Regions from separate parts of the Acanthopagrus latus genome. Here region 2 is linked to region 1. Evidence: chromatin contacts called from public Hi-C data. All regions are on one chromosome and are shown on one strand. Each heading gives the region's core, a stretch centred on a gene start, on an enhancer-like site or on the middle of the called end of the contact. The rest is flanking DNA. Distances are from core to core; before and after follow the strand shown. Region 1 holds the start of LOC119034160 (zinc-binding protein A33-like). Region 2 holds the start of LOC119033301 (acylphosphatase-2-like).

Region 1 (6,245 bases), core at 1,484-3,983:
GAAGCAGGTGAAGATTAACAGGTTGAATTCTGTAAATTTTAATTCAAACAACATGTTGACAACATTTTTATGTTGACAAATAATTTTTGAAATAAAACATCTACAGAGCTTGTAGAACTAACCCTGCAGAATAAAAGTCTCTTGTTCCCTTAAAAATATTATTATGATTGTGAGTAAATGGTTTTAAAATGTTTGTCAGGTCCAAATGAATTGTTCTGTTTATCTCTGTGTCAGAATTCTGACAGTTGGTTCAGCTTCTAATGAGGTTTGTCATGCGATAGCATCACACAGTTTGTATCACGTGGTGTCTGTGTGTCGTCACTGATCAACAGTCTTGGTAGTTGCCAGATTGAGTGAAAAAAGATTAATGTTAGCTCGCTAGTGTTAGTAAAGTTAGGTGATTGGGACAACAGTGGTGTTGTGGTGTGAATTTCATGGAAGGAGGAGATGGAACACCACATTTAGAGCCTGACTGTCTTCAATAACAACTTTAAAGAAACAACCTTGTAGACATTATATTTTTTCACCGTTCAGCTGCAACACAATATTGTTCATTAGCATTCAGCCGCCTCACTGTCTCCTCTTTCAGAACTTTCTCTGCGTCAAAACCAAGCCCGTCTAATCCGGTCCAGCGCTGTGCACTCTCGGTGTTGTAGTATTTCCACCTGTTGAGTAGAAGTGAACACCACAGCCCTCTCACTTTAAGCATCAAGTTCAAAACTATTTGTCTTTCTACTGCAGAGAGAGACAGTTTTATTTAAGGGCCGTCTTTCCAGAGATGAAATACTTTTTTAAAGGCTCTGTTTCACTGTCACACACACCTTCAGGGGTGACATCTTAACTGGGAGTTTATCCCCAAGACAAATGTATGGAAACATCTTCTCAGTGAAAGTGTGTGTGAAGGTGTGTAGGTGTGTGTCAGTATCAGGATCAGAGAACGACAGCTTTCCTTTGTTCCAGTCAAGATTCACTCCGATCCTCTGGAGCTTCTTCTGCACTACAAGACCAGTGGGTGGAGCTGATCCTGACCCCACAAAGTATTCACCTTTGCTTAAAAAGATTACCCAGATTCCAGACTGTATGAATCCCGTTCTCTGGACAAACTCTGCACACACACCCAGTGCCCAGACTGTGCTGTTTCCAACCTCGACGTCCCAGCTGTGAGTCCCTGAGTTAAAGCCCTCAGAGCCCAGGACAGACCTTTGACGATTAAATCTCTCTGGATTATCAGGAAGCTTCTGTATATCTCCATTTCTCACACTGCTCAGATCTTCAGACAGAATGAGGTTTGGATGAGCAGTGTTTGGGTCCAGAACCACAGGAGTGTAGGAGACCATGTCCTTCATCTTGTTCCAGATGTTGAAGCTCAGGTTGCCCAGGTGTTTGGCCTGGTCTATCAGAGCTCCTGAGGGCAGCTGTGGATCCTCCAGCAGGAGGCGCTGCTGGACTCTTTCCACTGCAGCCTTGTAGTTGTGCAGGAATGAGACGTCTTCAGCTCTCAGCTGCTCCTCTGTGGCTCTGACTGTGTGTGAAAGAGCTGCTATCTCTCTGCTCAGAGCCTCCATCTTCTCCTTCATCATCTGACTCTTCTGCTCCTCTTCCTCCCTCAGTGCAGCCATCCTGGCCTCCTCTTCCTCTGCTAGAAACTGGTGCAGCTTCTTAAACTGATCCTTAATCTGCCTCTCTGTGTGTCGGGCCTGGACCTTCATGTGTTCTGCTGTCTGATCAAACTTCACTTTAACTTCTTCAAAAACCTTTAACTTCTCCTTTAAAGGCTCCAGAGTTTCCTGAAGTTCCTTCTTGTGTTGTCGTGCAGCTTCATCGATGGGTCTGAATCTGTGGTTGGTGTGTTGTTCTGAGTCTCTGCAGACGAGACACACCGGCTGCTGATGGTCCAGACAGAAGAGTTTGAGTTTCTCAGAGTGCCGACTGCAGAGATCCTCTGAAGCTCTCTGATCTCTGTCCTGTAAGAAGGTCTCACAAAGCTTCTTTAACACCAGGTTTAAAGGTGGTTGGTCCTTTGAATATTTTCTCTTACAAGCTGGACACTCTCTGATTTCTTTCTCTGTCCACCAGCTCTGCAGACAGTCTTTACAGAAGCTGTGGCTACATGACAGAACGACAGGCTCTCTGAAGACATCATGACACACCGGACAGCAGAGATCCTCCTCTAACCTGGAAGCCATTTTGTCTCTGAGTGATGCTGTGAACACAGCAGACAGTACAGTCAGTCACAGCTCCACTTCCTCCTTCACTTCACTGAAGTTTAGAGTTCTGGTTCTGGTCGGACTCACCTTCAGTGTGTGGAGCGTCTGCAGTGTTGTAGTTTCCTCCTCCTCTCTCCTGTAGATGAACTCACTCAGAGGATGTTGTTAGTTCGGTCCGAAGGTGGATCTGATCGTCTGTTTGTGGTTCTGTACTGAAGAGACACACACACACACACACACACCGACATACTGTTTTCTGGTTTGTCTCAGGTCAGTCAGGTGAGGGTGGAGCTTTGTCAGAGCTAAGGAGTGTTTCAGTCCAAAGTCCTGATTCATTGCTGGAAATGTATTCTGACACACTAGTTGTTGGAAGGGCTATAGTCCCATCAGTACCATCAATACCAGTGCCAGCACCTGAACTGTAGTGTTTTTTTTATAATATCATTACTGATATTAAGGTTAATCCTTTTCTATTAACCTCATAATATATGAACTTGATAATATTGTTGCAGTTATTTGGGCACCACTATCTTCATGTTGTCATAACCCCATGTCATGCTATTTGTTGTCCAGCCTTGATCCAAAAACATTTTACACATATTTATTTAATATAACTGTAGGAACACATGCTTCTTCTTTGAACTATGAACTGAGGCCTTTCTTCCTCTCTGCAAGGCCAACAACTTTTTATAGCTTAGTTGACCTTGTGACCCCTTTGTACCTGGAGGATCATTACACAGTCTCTGACTACCTCTATCTGGACAAAGGAACTTTATTTTCTGAAGTATAAAGACATCACTCTGGACAGACAATATTTCTTCTATCGCACCGATCTCTAGAGGCCCTCGTTGTAAAACTGAATTCAACACTGCCCCACCTGAGACACCCACACCTTTCCTTTCAGGTTCAATTGATCACATTTGAATTGAAAACTCGAGAGACTGAAGAACTTTATCTTAAAAATGACATGTTATAATTGAATGTTTTTCTTGAATGTCCAGTCCTCTCATCCTCGCTTGATGAGAAAACACATGCAGACCACAGTGATTTATGACTTTGACTTCTTCATTTTGACATACTTCTCTAAACTCTTTACTTTAAGCTTCAAGCTCTCTATTTTCAACTTAAACTTTTGTTAAATTTATTCCAAAACGAAGTTTCGAAACGAAACGAAGTGTGGTGACATGACTTAAAAAAAAAAACACCACTCAGAGCGATGGATCAAGATCATCATAGTTATCAGCATTAACAAAGACATTACAGCGATCAGCTGTTTAATAAACCATGTGAGTGGTTTCCAATAAAAGAAAGACTATTTTGCCTGGTTGAAACGACTCTGCCCCTAACAAACCTGAGCTGTGCCACCAGCTTTGTATTGGATCAGGACTGCCATCCTGCAGTTAAAGGACAGCCAAGGCCGCTGAAGACGACTACATGCAGCTTGCTGACTCTCCAAACGATGCTCAGACAAGGATCCATTCCTTCATCCTTCTGGATTCACATGTATGAAATATGAGTTGGTGTCCTTTTGGCTCTGAGTTAATATCTTTGATTTTATGAGAAATTTGGTTAGGGCTCTGTTAGCATTAAATAATTCTCTTAATATTTAATTGCCTTCACCCAACTCGCAATTTCACCATCAGCAACATTTGATTCATAAACTCATTACATTAGTCTTTATAGACTCTTAAAGTTTACTCAGGCTGAAACACTTGGTAGGAAAAGCTAAAGTACAAAACTTCTGTTTCACATGGCTGGTAGCACGCTGTGGCTCTCACTCAGGCTGAAATGCAAGGCAGTAACAGCCAAATATAGACTTCTATGTATCACTCGGCCGGTGGCACGCTGTGATTAACACGACGAACACTTAAATTTTCATCAAATTATGACAACTTGACTACAATGTATTGAATACGGGCTATTGAAATGCTGACCTGAAATTCTCACAGTTTCTACAGAACACTTTCAACTTGAATCGATAGCAGCAATCGCAAATGACTCAAAGTGGCAGTTAATAACCTAAAAGATTTTGGTTAATCAAATGGGTTACAAATTTGATTGATAAATCAATTCTCATCATACTGCAATTGTTTGTAAATACATATCACCGTCTACTCCTGTAGTAGACTAGTGGTTAAATGTCAAGACTTTTAACTAAAGGGTTCAAGATGTAAATCGCAAATTTTAGCACTCACCACGTTATGCTGAAATTAATATTGCACATTTATGAATGATTGCCAACAGTACACTGCCTCACACGGGGCACCATTATCTTTATGCCTCACATGGGGCACGATGTGCTGGGCAACATTAAAAGGGAGTTTTAGGTTAAATTTGGCTATCAATAGTACTTAATGATTATCAGGGATAATCATTAATTAGAAATAGATCACCTCAGGGCACCACCTTTGAAGAAGGGAAACACTGCAAATTTACTAAATCGTTCCCCTAAAAAGGTACTAAACTGTTCAAAACTTTAATCAATAATTAACTTATTATCTTTAACCAAATGTATCATTACAGCTAGTAATGGTCAAAAGATTTTGGAGTTCTTAACAGTGTAGAGGTCAGCAGCATTCACTCCTGTACAGTATTAAATAGACAGCAAGTAGATTCAAAAGTCTTTTATTCAACACAAAGTTGAAAACACACAATCTAACTAATGTGTACTATATACAGGTGTGTGTCAACTAACATCTAGGAAAGCAAACTATCAATAAACTGAACTAAGATCACAACACATATACATTACATCAGTCAGAGTTAAAAGTCCTGTGTTTAGCCATGCCATGCTATGCTATCTAAGTCCAGTTCAATGTTACTAGGCTTTGAAGAAAAAGTGCTGGTGGTTTGCAGGAGAAGGTCCACAGCAGTTCATTTAATATATTTATTTCTTTACAAACATTACATATGTGTCATAAAACATAGAAAAGCTATTATTAGGAAGCTTTATTTCAACTTTTAGATTCTAAAGTTATTGGATCTGAACAACAAAATGTGCAGTCAGTAATTGATTTGCTTATTTGTGACCATCTTTTACTTGGTTCTTCATGGTCTCTCTCTCTCTCTCTCTCTCACACACACACACACACACACACACACACACACACACACACACACACACACGTCCATGTTACCAACAGGGCACTACATGTCTCCACAATCTAAGAGGGGACCTCTGTTTCTGTTCATTTTGACATTATGTAAATAGAACAGAAAAGCTTCTTTTAAGGTCTTTTACATTAATATCACTTTAAATGTGCTCTTCCACACACACACACACACACACACACACACACACACACACACACACACACACATATTGAGATCAGGAGGTAAGAAACATTTTTACTATGATGAAATACTTCTTTAACTGCTCTGTTTCACTGTCACACACATCTTCAAGGGTAAAATCTTCACTGGGAGTTCATACCCAGTGAAAAAGACTGGAAACATCCTCTGAGTGAAAGTGTGTGTGAAGGTGTGTAGGTGTGTGTCAGTATCAGGATCAGAGAACGACAGCTTTCCTTTGTTCCAGTCCAGATTCACTCTGATCCTCTGGACCTTCTTCTGCACTACAAGACCAGTGGGTGGAGCTGGTGGTGACCGCACTGAGTATTTACCTTCGTATAACCCTATTCTCCATAATCCAGACTGTATGAGTCCAGTCCTCTGGACAGACTCTGCACACACACCCAGTAACCAGCATGTACTGTCTCCAACCTCGACGTCCCAGCTGTGAGTCCCTGAGTTAAAGCCCTCAGAGCCCAGGACAGACCTGTACACATCAAACCTCTCTGGGTTAACAGGAAGCTTCTGTCTCTCTCCTCCTCTCACACTGCTCAGATCTTCAGACAGGATGAGTTTTGGATGAGCAGTGTTTGGGTCCAGAACCACAGGAGTGTAGGAGACCATGTCCTTCATCTTGTTCCAGATGTTGAAGCTCAGGTTGCCCAGGTGTTTGGCCTGGTCTATCAGAGCTCCTGAGGGCAGCTGTGGATCCTCCAGCAGGGGGCGCTGCTGGACTCTTTCCACTGC
Region 2 (6,374 bases), core at 2,016-4,515, 220 kb before region 1:
TGGTTACTGGGTGTGTTAGCAGAGTCTGTCCAGAGGAAGGGATTCATACAGTCTGGATTATGGAGAATAATGACATACAGAGGTGAATACTCAGTGCGGTCACCACCAGCTCCACCCACTGGTCTTGTAGTGCAGAAGAAGCTCCAGAGGATCGGAGTGAATCTGGACTGGAACAGAGGAAAGCTGTCGTTCTCTGATCCTGATACTGACACACATCTACACACCTTCACACACACTTTCACTGAGAGGATGTTTCCATATATTTTCATTGGTGATAAACCCCCTCTGAAGATTGTACCCCTGAAGGTGTGTGTGACAGTTGAACAGAGCAGTTAAAGAAGTATTTCATCTCTGGAAAGTATTTCTGCAGTAGAAAGACAAACAGTTTTGAACTTGATGCTACATGAGCAGAGAAAACAGAGTGAAAGGGCTGTGGTATCCACTTCTACTCAAACGACTACAACACCCAGAGTTCACAGCGCTGCACCGGATTGGACGGGGCTTGGTTTTGACTCAGACAAAGTTCTGAAAGAGGAGACAGTGAGATGGCTGGATGCTGACAAACTATACTGGCTTGCAACTTAACAGTGTCATGTCATGTCATTGTCCGCAGCCGCTTATCCCTTTCCAAGAGGTCGCGGGGTGTTGCTGCTGGAGCCAATCCCAGCCTTGTCTCAGGGTGAGGGCAGGGTACTCCCTGGACAAGTCGCCAGCTCATCGCAGGGCAACTTAACAGTGAAAAATTATAATATCTGCAATGTTGTTAATTTAAGTGTGTTATTGAAAACACTCAGGCTGTAAAGTTCTCAAATTCTGTACAAGTTTGAGGTATTTTAGTTTTATATCAATATTCAGTTTTACTGCTAAATCTACTTTTGTACAATTCTGATTATCTGTGATTCACCCATGTATTGTACTCACAACCAACACTTACATATACTTCAATATGTATGTACACTTTACATTTCCTCTCCTCTACATGTATTATATAACCTTTGGATATAATCACATGAAGTACTCAAAACAGTAAAGTGTGTGTGTGTGTGTGTGTGTGTGTGTGTGTGGAATCCCTCTTGGTAATTTAACAAAAATGAACTGAACACATTTGAAGCAATATTATGGTAAAAGACCTTAAAAGAAGCTTGTCTATTCTATTTTTGTTTTTTCATAATTAACAGAAACAGAGGTCCCCTCTTAGATAGTGGACACACGTAGTGCCCTTTTTATCATATTGACCAGTATCTGTGTGTTACTCAAATACTTCTTCATATTGGTCACTTTCAGGTTTACCAAAGTAATATTTCAATATTTTTACTGGAGTATGACTGATGGGTACTTTTTCCAGCACTGGTACTTAGTTACTTTGGATAACTGGTATTGTTTTATGTTTTAAATCTGTTTGCAAAAAATTATTAAAAGCATTTGATCTTTTTCAGTGTTTTTCTCATGAAGCTGATCTGGTTCATTAGACTCCACCCGCCTGGTGCTGCAAGGAGATGAAAACAAACACCACTAACTATATCACTGTCTGACACTCGTCGTGTGTGTGTGTGTGTGTGTGTGTGTGTGTGTGTGTGTGTGTCTGGAGGCAGTGATGTCATCCTAAATGAGACGTCCACACCCTGGTGACATCACTCCCTACGGACAGAGAGGACGTCAAAACACACCGAGCTTCAGTTTCATGATTGATTATCAGATATTAGCTTTGACTGAGCAGACAGGACAGGGGAGGACAGTGTGCAGTGATGTGTTCAGGGACCTGTTTATGATCTGGTAATTGTGGAAAAAAATCTAAATAAATTTTCTCCTCAAATATTTGGACCGAATGAAAAAGAGAACACAGATTTGAGACAGGAGGACCTCCATGTTGAAGGTGAACATCGCCATCTAGTGGCTGAAACAGTGACAACACAACATGAACTCACATCTTCTCCACCATGTCAGCAGGACCCTGCACCTGACCCACCACCGTCCCACTGTAGGTGTTCTTCACCCAGCCGACCAGACCGAGTCGCAGACCCTCCTTCTCTGTGTACTGCAGGGGGGTCGAAGATGAGTTAATACTGTACATACTGCACATTCAGTCAGCTACAACTGAAGAAGCTGGGGGGTTGTTTTAAAACAAAACAACAACCAAAAATAAAAGAATTTTCCATTAAAACATTGCAGAATCAGCTGTTAGCACTTCCTGTTAGCAGTGAACCTGTGGATGTACAGACAACTGTCATTGGATCACTGTGACACTGGAAAAACTTAAAAACATGATATTTTTAAGGCAAGTTCTGCACATGTGAGGGGCATCTGTTTTCATCAGTTTCAATCAGTTTTGTTCCATAGTCCACAAAACATTTCTGGAGCTTCACAGTAAAACAGTGTTGCAGCATTCACCTGACTTTATATCAGCATGGAGGGAAGAGATGATGGCTCCATAAATCTCCCTAGAAATCCTTAAAAAAGACGCTCCTCACATGTGCAGAACTTGCCTTAAAAACACCATGTTTTTAAGTTTTCTTCAGTATAGAAGTAATCAAGTGATTGTTGTCTGTACATCCACAGGTTCACTGCAAAAAGAAAGTGCTAACAGCTAATTCTGCAAAGCTTTAATGGCGTTTGGAGCATTATTTTCTGTTTTAAAACAAGCTCCAGCTAAAAAAAATATTTCTGTCAAGGAAAACTAATTGTGACAATTAAAGATGTATAACAGGGTATAATGCAGTTAAACAGAAGTCTAATGTTGTTATATTAATGTGACGGCTGCAGGAGAAACTCACCATTCTGAAACAGACTCCTGCAAAAACATGAGAGACAAAGAAATTAGTTAGAATATGAACCAGGAAACAGCAGCTATTCATGCATGTTTATACACATTATTTAGCTGTTTGAATGTCATTTTCTACAGTCTAATGTTTTGGCTTCTCTTGTGTCCTCTGACTAAAACAAGCAGCTCACTGGATCTGCTGCAGATTCAAACTAATATCTCCTCCTGAAGCTGCAGGAAGTGACAGAGCAGCAGCTCCGTCCTAAATAAAGCAGCAGATCAGTTTACAGCCTGGACTCACAGAGCAGAGCAGAAGAAGAAGGAGAAGAAGAAGAAGAAGAGGGAGGAGGTTTAAACATACAGACCCTGAACGTAACCGAAGATCTCAAAGTCCACCGACACCAGTTTGGATCCTGCTGATTCACCGTCAGACATCCTGAGAGAAACACAGGAACTGTCCCTTTAACAGCCGAGAGGAGGCTGAAGAACGAGTGGAGTCTCTCTCTCTCTCCGTCTGCCTGCCGCTCTGCACCAACATGGTCACGTCCTCCTCCAGATTTATTAAAGGAAAACCTCACCACCATCACAGAGGAGGTCACGGCTGTGCTCATGGGCTTTGTAGTCCCTTAAAACTACAAACAGACAGACAGAAAGAAATACCTGTTGTTCAGTGAGCTGGCAAGACTTTGGTAGAAGACAAAGTTCTGATCCAGCTTGTTTCCTCCAGCACAGTAACAGAGTTCAGGCTCTGACATGGACTCAGAGTATCAGAGTAAAAAGTCTCCCTCTGAAGGACATTTGTGCTCAAAGCTAACTGAAGCTCACGTCATATTAATAGAATTCAAAGACTATTAAAGTTAAAGGTAGAACCAGTAGGATTTGTCCCAGCTGTTCCTGAACGCACCACAAAGACAGTTGATTGTTGAGTCTCATTCCCAGGACGTCAAATAGACACATGTTGGGTTGGTAAAGCGTCCCGAGCAGCAACAAAGAGAGAAAATCAGAAACTCTCTGCAGATACGAGACACTAACACGCCTTTTCTCCACATTCCAGCCTCCCTCTCTGTCTGTTTACGGCTTCTTACGGCTTTTACGTCTTTGTCTCGTCTCGCTGCGTCTGATTGGTCCACATCAGTCTGCTGATGTTGGGAAATAACAAGAATCCAGAATTCACCTCAGATGCATCAAACTAAAGTAACGAGGCTGTTCTGAAGCTGAGAGGAGGAGAAAGTTCAGGTGTAGAGAGGAGAAGTCACACAGATACTCAGAGTAAATACAGATACATGAAACATGTACTGGAGGAGATTAACAGAGTATTTGTACTCTGTTTATTCTGACCTCTGGATTCAGTTTCCAGCTCATCAAATGTCAAAAGCTTCATGTTAAAGCTTCATTTCTATGTTAGTAAAGTGAAAATGTTTTGGGGTTTTGGACTGAAACACCGAGACGTCTCAGAGGTCAGAGAGTGAAAAGTTTCTCAACTGACAGAAATCCTGAAATATCTGTAGTACTCAGACCGTCCACTAGATGTCAGTCAAACATCACTGAACACAGCAGGTTGACTGTTGAGACGACACACACACACACACACACACACACACACACACACACACACACACACACACTTTCATAGAGTTCTGTGGACTACAACACTTCACCTGAATTTTATCATCATGGAGGGATATGAGTTGATGAGTGAGGTTAGAGTTAATATGTGTGTGTGTGTAAATATGTGAGTAGATGAAGGTGTGTGTGTGTGTGTGTGTGTGCGCGCACTAGGAACACACTCTGTGATCAGACCACCACGTTCTTCATTAAGCCCTTTAATACCACACAACACACTATAATCTCCACACACACACACACACACACACACACGTGGCGTGTGTGGGTGTGTGTGTGTGTGTGCGTGTGTGTGTGAGATGTCAGTGGAATCAGCTCCAGAAGTTAAACTGTCCCGTGTGACTGGTCGTCCCCTCGAGCATCAACAACAGCGACAACAACACATCAACACAAGTAGCACACACACAGTTGTGTTGCTAACTAAACGTAGTGAGGCGGCAGAGAGAGATAACTTCATGGAAATATTCACATAATTTTGAATTTTTGTGTGAAATCAACGAGAGCGGCTGAGTTAGCGGCTACAAATGGCGGTGGAGTCCATACGCCGACAGGTACAGACGGCTTCACAATGTCAATGAACCCACATGCTCAACAAGTCACCGAGCGGTGCGACTGTAACGTGTAGATGATGCAGTAATGCAACAATTTACATTTTTACAATTTACATAACGAGTTACTTTTAAGAGAAACGTTACGCAACGCTGTTCATGAAATTCATCTTTTAGTATTCAAGCTAAGCGAAAGCCTCTAAAATCATCATAATGTTCTTCAGGATATGTTGACACATTGATATAAAATTAAAAATACAATTATCTGACTGATATCTGCAGTTAAATGTGTCTTCAGCTGACAGTCGCACCTGCGAGAACCTGCAGTTCAGCTCGCAGGAAATAAAACAGACAGACTTCAGTTAACGGCTCGTCAGACTGAATCCTGAAGGACGCTGATCCCCAACAGGAGCCAGGAGGTCAGAACGTACCAGAACATCCAGTACGTACAGCACGGCTGAACACACACACACACACACACACACACACACACACACACACAGAGGCATCCCAGCAAACAGACGCGTCATACGTCATCAGCAGGGATGAGATCAAAAGAACAGCTGAAACATGGACGTGATGTCACACAAACAGACATATACACACACACACACACACACACACACACACACACACACACACACACGCTGTACTGTACATGCTGTGTTCACACAAACAGTCCGGTTACATCTCGTCAGTGTCGTCAGAGACAAAAAGAAATGCATCATTAAAGCTACTAACATCCATTTTTTTTTTTATCAACAGCAGATCACCTGACTGCTTGTGAGTGAAAACACACACACACACACACACACACACACACACACACACGTCTAGCAGGAGTACATCATCACACTCTTAGAAAAGGCCATGTGTGTGTGTGTGTTGTGGTCATGTATAGTAAATATTTCTACAGCAGCGATCATCTCGGCTTCATGTCAGAGGCTCCAGCTGTCAACACAACATCGGCCCCCGGCAGAGAGTCGGCGCTCGGCGCTGTGCTGCGACAGCGTGCCGGCGTGAACACCAGCGGTGAGACTCGAGTACTGATTCAAGGTATTTGTACTCTATTTGAGTATTTTTCATGATATGCAATGTTGTACTTCTACTCCACTACGTCTCCCGACAGCTTCGGTTACTTTATTTCATACAGTTATTTATGTTTGTTACAAAACTGAAGGTTTGTCGTCTTTCAAGCTGAATAAACAACTTTTTTTCCCTCAAACTGGCCATCGACATACGAAGTAAAGCGCTCATACGTCACACATGGCTGTAAAGAAGGCGACAAGATGGCGGCACAGTCAAAACATCCACATGTACAGTCGGCTGCACGCCGTCATATCCTACGTACAGAGGTTGTACGGTTACGTACTCTAACACAGTAACGTAACTAGTCACATTTTGTGGGAGTAATCTTGTTATGTAATGAGTTACTTTCAAGAGTA

The links. A called contact is a pair of places that touch in the nucleus more often than the background predicts.
Region 2: a contact with region 1 is called in a Hi-C map of muscle, with 19 times the contacts expected there. The contact joins the promoter of LOC119033301 here to the promoter of LOC119034160 in region 1. A contact is called at or near these places in 2 of 4 Hi-C or Micro-C datasets (liver and muscle).

Annotation. Positions count from the first base shown.
Region 1 is chr15:27,644,800-27,651,044 of fAcaLat1.1, reverse strand. LOC119034160 (zinc-binding protein A33-like) reads right to left here and starts at 2,733. Exons shown (of 2, transcript XM_037124943.1): 1 at 2,295-2,733; 2 at 1-2,203. The coding sequence starts at 2,186. The coding sequence ends at 792. It overlaps LOC119033055 (E3 ubiquitin-protein ligase TRIM39-like), which reads right to left. Exons shown (of 2, transcript XM_037122644.1): 2 at 4,817-6,245. The coding sequence ends at 5,577.
Region 2 is chr15:27,861,462-27,867,835 of fAcaLat1.1, reverse strand. LOC119033301 (acylphosphatase-2-like) reads right to left here and starts at 3,265. Exons shown (of 4, transcript XM_037123211.1): 1 at 3,124-3,265; 2 at 2,772-2,788; 3 at 1,926-2,035. The coding sequence starts at 3,193. It overlaps LOC119033276 (zinc-binding protein A33-like), which reads left to right. Exons shown (of 2, transcript XM_037123173.1): 2 at 1-1,425. The coding sequence ends at 336.